Linked DNA regions of Rattus norvegicus: region 1 is linked to region 2. Evidence: chromatin contacts called from public Hi-C data. All regions are on one chromosome and are shown on one strand. Each heading gives the region's core, a stretch centred on a gene start, on an enhancer-like site or on the middle of the called end of the contact. The rest is flanking DNA. Distances are from core to core; before and after follow the strand shown. Region 1 has its middle 25 kb from the start of Zfp266. Region 2 holds the start of Zfp26 (zinc finger protein 26).

Region 1 (2,955 bases), core at 173-2,672, 100 kb before region 2:
GCCCCAAGACTCCGGGAAGCCATTACCATGATGGAGTCTCTGAAGGCAAATGGGAGGACATGTAGTGTGAGATCTTATGTGTGGAGATGAGAGAATCATTTGAAACTGTTGACTCTATCCTTCCACCATGTCCTAGGAATTGAACTTAGGTTGAGCTGTCCCATCAGCCCTGCACATATATGGCTTTAGTAAGTGTCCAACATTTTAAAAGAGGATGTCTGTAGACCAGGGTGGCCTCGAACTCAGGAATCTGCCTGCTTCTGCCTCCCTAGTGCTGGGATTAAAGATGTGCACCACTATCTATGGGTGACTGTATTCCCTTTTATGCTGTGAGCCAGTCTTTTTTACCTTAACTTGGTTCTTTCAGGCACTTTGTCAGAGCAAGGAGAAGAATATGCTCAATATTTTGTATTCAGTATGAAAAACAAGCCCTTCTCAAGGTCTTCCCTCTCTTGCTGTTATGTTCAACAACAAACTATTACTCATTTAAAATTACGCCTCTCCACTGACTCTCACCCCAAGGTGGCAGTATTGTGCCCGTTTTGATGGTCACTTTTCCCTACTTCTGAACAATTATGTGGACTGTGAGATGCCCTCGGAATCACCACAATGAAGCAAGTATGGTGGTGTATGCTCTGGTTAAGGTTGAGAGAGAAGGATCATGAGTCCAAACTATCCTGGGCTAACAAAGAATCGGCTTTTTTTTTTTTAAAGGGTGGCCCGACTCCCTGAAATTATCTTTCTACCAAGGCTCACCTAAAAGCGTGGGAATCACCAGATACCTGTAGCCGCAAGACTTAAGAAGGGACTAAACTAAGTGTTTGTTGACAGATTAATTTTTTTCTTCTGAAAAATAAAATAAAAAAACCCAGAAAGTTCTCTAGCGGCTTTTGGAGAGGGGAAGAGACAAATGAAGACAAACCCGAGCCAGGCATGGAGGCTACGCCTTGTAATCCCAGAACATCGGGATTACTGGGCCAGGAGGATAGACGTTCGAGACCTCTCTTGCCTACATTCCGAGACGATGTCTCAAAATGTTTAAAAAAGAAAAAGAACGCAAAAACCACCCCGGATACATGGTTCCCTGATAGGATACTTCCTGGGAGCCCAGGCGCGCTGGCTTCTCCGCCTCCTCCTCCATCCGAACCCTCCACGCCACTAAAACCGCTCCAGCCAGGAAAGGACCAATCCAGAGTCTACACCAATTTGTTCTTTAACAAAAGTGGATGGCAGCGGCGGAAGAGAAGACTGCGTTATGGTGTCACTTCCGGAACAGCTTCAGGCAGGGCCCGCGAGCTGAGGTCCAGCGGCTGCCAGTACTAAGCGCGCCGCGACGTGGCTGCCAAACACACACACACCTAGCGTACAAGCTTTATTGTCCAGCTAGAACAGGGGAGGCGGGGCATCCTTCCTGGGGGTGGGGCATTCTTTCTGGGGGCGGGGCCTGTTGTGCAGGGTCGCGTCTGTACCTCGAGGGCAGGACCGCCTTCTTGAGGGCGGGGCCTCTATCTTGAAGGCGGGACCTCGTACTCTGGGCTGGGCTACCTACTCTTGGGGTGAAGCCGCTATCCAGGTTAGGTGACGTAGGTTCTCTGCCCAGGATCGGGGCGGCTACTACTGACCCAGAGGCCATGGCTGGGAACCCAACCGTCCAGGTTGAGTACCAGAACCCTACTCTGGAGCGGGTCCATGATGCAGCGGGGAGCCCAAACTTCCAAGTTCGATCTGGAGGTGGGTGTGTGGTGTGCACAGCTGGATAGACCTGAAGAACAGGGTTTCACGTACGGACTTGCCCTACCGGATGCTCAGAAAAGCCTTGCGTGTCTGCCGTCTAGCTATTCACTAGAGCAGTCCAACCTACGCAGACTGGTCAGAAGTCACGTAATGGGAATTTCAGTTCTAAATGCACAAGGGCGCAGAAACTGAGAACAGACTGGCAAGATGAACAGGACTGGGCTCTACTGTAATCCTAGTATACAGGGTGTGGCTCTTCTATTGAGCCCCTGTGTACTACGTATGAAGTCCTGGATTCTAACAACAGCACAGCAAGGGAGAACAAACAAACAAAACAATAATACAACAGCACAACTTTAAAAGTTTTAGGACTTATTGTGATGTAGGAAGGGTACCACTGAGAAATCTATTTCTTGCTTGCTGTGTCTTTTTCCTTTTCTTCTTTTCTCCTTGTCCTCCTCGTCCTCCTCCCCCTCCCCCTCCTCTCTTCCTCTTCCTCCTCTTCCTCCTCTTCCTCCTCCTCCTCCTCCTCCCCCTCCTTTTTTAAAGTTTGTGATGGGGATCAAACCTAGGGCCACCTTGAACCTGAGGACCTGAGATCTATCCTTAGAACCTATGTAAAACCAAAAGCCTGGTGTAGTGGTGCACATTTGTAACCCCAGATTACAAATCTGGGGTAGAGAGGAAGAGGAATCCCAGGGATTTACTAGCTAGCCACCCTAGGCTACTTGCTGAGTTCCAGTTCAGTGAGAATTGTTAACATGCCTCAACCCCTTGCAACTTTTTTTTAAATTCCTCTAGGGATGGGCTCTCCTGTTTGCACAGTGGGAGTCTGAAACTGCTGTCCAGGCCCCCAGCTTTTTGGTTTTCTTCAGTGTAGGCATTGGGTGTATTTGGAGTTGGGAGCGGTGCAGGTATGGCCTGGGAAGAATCCCTTTCAAATTAACTTTTTGAGACAGGGTCTCTTTCTTAAATTTCTATTACAAATTCATTTAACATATATAGTTGTGTGTGTGTGTGTGTGTAAGGACATCTTGCAGGAGTCAGTTCTCTCCTTTTACTATGTGGGACCCAGAAACTGAACTCAGGTCCAAGAACTTGGCAGCAGAGACATCTTGCTGGCCACCCTTGTGTGTGCTTTGTTTTGTTTTAACTCATTTTGAAAAACAACTTGTTTTTTCCCCTAATTTGAGCATGTGTACAGTCTAAAGAATAAAGTTC
Region 2 (2,778 bases), core at 188-2,687:
CACACATGCACACACACATACACGCACACACATATGTATGCGCACACTCACATGCATACACACATACACACATGTATGTATGTATGTGTTAACACACACACGCACACACATATGTATATACACACTCACATGAGCACACACACACATGTATGTATGTATACACACACACACACTTTGTTTTTGTTGTTCTCCTCTTCCTCCTTTTCTTTGACACAGTTTCTCTACATATTAGCCCCTGGCTGTCCTAGAATTTGCTTTGTAGATTAGGCTAGCCTCAAATTTATAGATGTCCACTGGTCTGTGCCTCCTGAGTGCTGGATTAGTGGAAGATAGAAAGTTATAGAGACAGCAAAATCACAAGATACTGGTGTGCACGTCTACAGGTATCTCATTTTAAGTGTATCTTCAATGAATACAGATATATCAATACACACACACACACACACACACATCTTGTGGCTTCCTAAGTTATATTTCTCAAATGATGTAATTTATAATAAGGTTTAAAGATTAAGTGAAGCTTAAAATTTAAATAACATTTAAAAATTAAGTAGAATATATTAACTGGTTTACTCTTAAGGAGTTTCTGTTTGTAAATGAAATTGTAAGATGGTTTTATAAGGTACACTGTTCAGACATAGGGTCGAGAGGACCGCTAATATGTTAAATTCAAGATTATAGACATTTTGGCCCTAAGTAAGTAGAATTTATTTGTCACCTCATTATTTTCATCTTGTTTTGAGATGAGTTTTCATTTTGTAGTGCTGGCGGGCTTGGGACTTGTTTTGTGAATCTAGCAGGCCTCGACTCAGGAAGATTGTCTCTGCCTCTGTGTGTTGTGGTTGCGGGAATGTATTGTCAATGGACTGATTTTTGCTTTTAACACCTTAGTTTGAGATATTTTATGAGAACACACATTTTTCTCTGTTGCCAATTTTTTGGCTGTATCAGTTGTGTTCATATTTTACATTTTTCATCAAAAAGTCTCAGGGTGAGAGGCTTTTTTCTTTTTTCATGTCCTCTCCCCCGTCTTTCTAGACCGTCTAACTATCAACGATTAGAATTTAACATGGTATCCAGATAATAAAAATAAAAATAAAGTGGTTCAGTGGAAGTGATAGGCTGGTTCACAGACCTGACACTTTATCTGCCCAGGAAGTGCAGAAACTAAGAGGAGGTGGGGAAAGTTTGTGAGCCTCCTGAGACCCCGTACTTCCCGGTCTGTGTTTAACTTTGCTCTGGGATTGGTCGTCGGGAAAGCTGTTCTCGCCCAGAAATCTTGCTCAAACTTCAATTTCATCCTTTACTGGGTTTTTAACCCCCGCTACGGAATCAATCGGCATCCAGGTCCCGGGAACCGAAATTTCTATTCCGGAAGGATTCCGACTCGATAAACGGAAGTGAACCGCGGCTCGCCTCCGTCTCTTCCGGTGTGGCTTCGCGCGGCCCCGTTCTCTTTTTCTCGACAGTAGCAGGCCGGCTGGGCGGGTTCTGGTGAGGCTGGGTGAGGGGATGGGCGGTGGCGGCGGTGGGGAGTGAGGCCCGGGTGTGGCCTCGGTGGCAGCTCCTGGCTCCGCTCGTCCCGGGGCTGCGCGTCTTGCCCGGTCGCTTCTCAGAGGCCAGGGCCCTATAGTCCTCCGGTCCTGCCGGGGGCCATTTCACTTGAACCGTATTTGAGCTCCCTGTGCCTTCGAATGTTGTCCTTGCTGCCTCGAACGCCTTTAAGGTAATCTTACAAAAATTTTTCTTTCCAGAAAGAAAAGAATTTCCGCCGCCGTTGGAGTCCAGCTTGGCTCCCCATAGCCCCACGAACCTGGCCATCCTCTTCACTGTGAGCAGTGGGAGGAATTTGATGGAACAGAAAAGTTCCAGGGTGAGGAGCTTTCTAGTCTCTCTCACTGTCAACGATTAGAACTTAGCATCCTTCCTTTTTTTGGAAACCGTTGCATTCCATTAGTTTTGTTTTATCTATCATCTATCAATCAATCTATGTTCTATCTGTCTGTCTGTCTGTCTGTCTGGCTGCCTGCCTATGTATGTATGTATGTATGTATGTATGTATGTATGTATGTATGTATGTATCTATCTATCTATCTATCTATCTATCTATCTATCTATCTAATCCCCCAAACCCGATGCATCCACTTAGAGTTATTTCATTTAGGCAAAAAGAGAAAGCGTTAAATGCTCAGACTGCATGTTCGTTGGTCAGTGCATGTTCAGATCACAGAGCATCTCTTACCACTTCTCTTCATCCCAACACGAAAGTATTCACAAGTGAGAAATAGGGAATTTGGCACTGAAGGGATCGCTCATGAAAATCTAGAACTTGGGACTGGAGAGATGGACTAGTGGTTAAGAGCTGACATGGCACTTCCAGAGGATCTGATTTTGGTTCCCAGCACCCATGTTAGTGGCCTGTAACAGCCTGTAAGTCCAGCTTTGTGGGAATGGGGAGACCAGAGGCTCTAGGTACTTGCAGTTATGTGGCAAACACACACACACACACACACACACACACACACACACACACACACACCCCAAACACACAATTGAATAAATAAATGGAACTCTCTTAAGGAATGAATGAGGCTTTATTTGATATATTATTATATTATTTCTCCACCTGTGAAATGAGCCAATTCAAGCCAGATTAGATCCCCGTAAGTGGAGTTACAGATTTTCATGAGCTGCTATATGGGTGCTGGGAATTGAATCCTGGTCCTTTGAAAGAACTGCCAGTGCTATTAATTTTGGAACCATTTCTCCATCTCCTTT

What was found. A called contact is a pair of places that touch in the nucleus more often than the background predicts.
Region 1: a contact with region 2 is called in a Hi-C map of liver, with 4 times the contacts expected there. The contact joins the enhancer-like site here to the promoter of Zfp26 in region 2. A contact is called at or near these places in 12 of 12 Hi-C or Micro-C datasets (the A7r5 cell line, the Rat2 cell line, Schwann cells and 7 more).

Annotation. Positions count from the first base shown.
Region 1 is chr8:27,361,173-27,364,127 of GRCr8, reverse strand. No RefSeq gene overlaps it. Among named protein-coding and RNA genes, the nearest start is that of Zfp266, 25 kb to the right of the region's middle. Within about 2 kb of position 1,422, at least 59 of the 93 cell types and tissues checked have an H3K27ac peak or open chromatin away from gene starts, as enhancers often do. A contact at or near this core is called in kidney and liver, where this site is marked.
Region 2 is chr8:27,260,308-27,263,085 of GRCr8, reverse strand. Zfp26 (zinc finger protein 26) reads left to right here and starts at 1,437. Exons shown (of 10, transcript NM_001108995.2): 1 at 1,437-1,494; 2 at 1,755-1,873.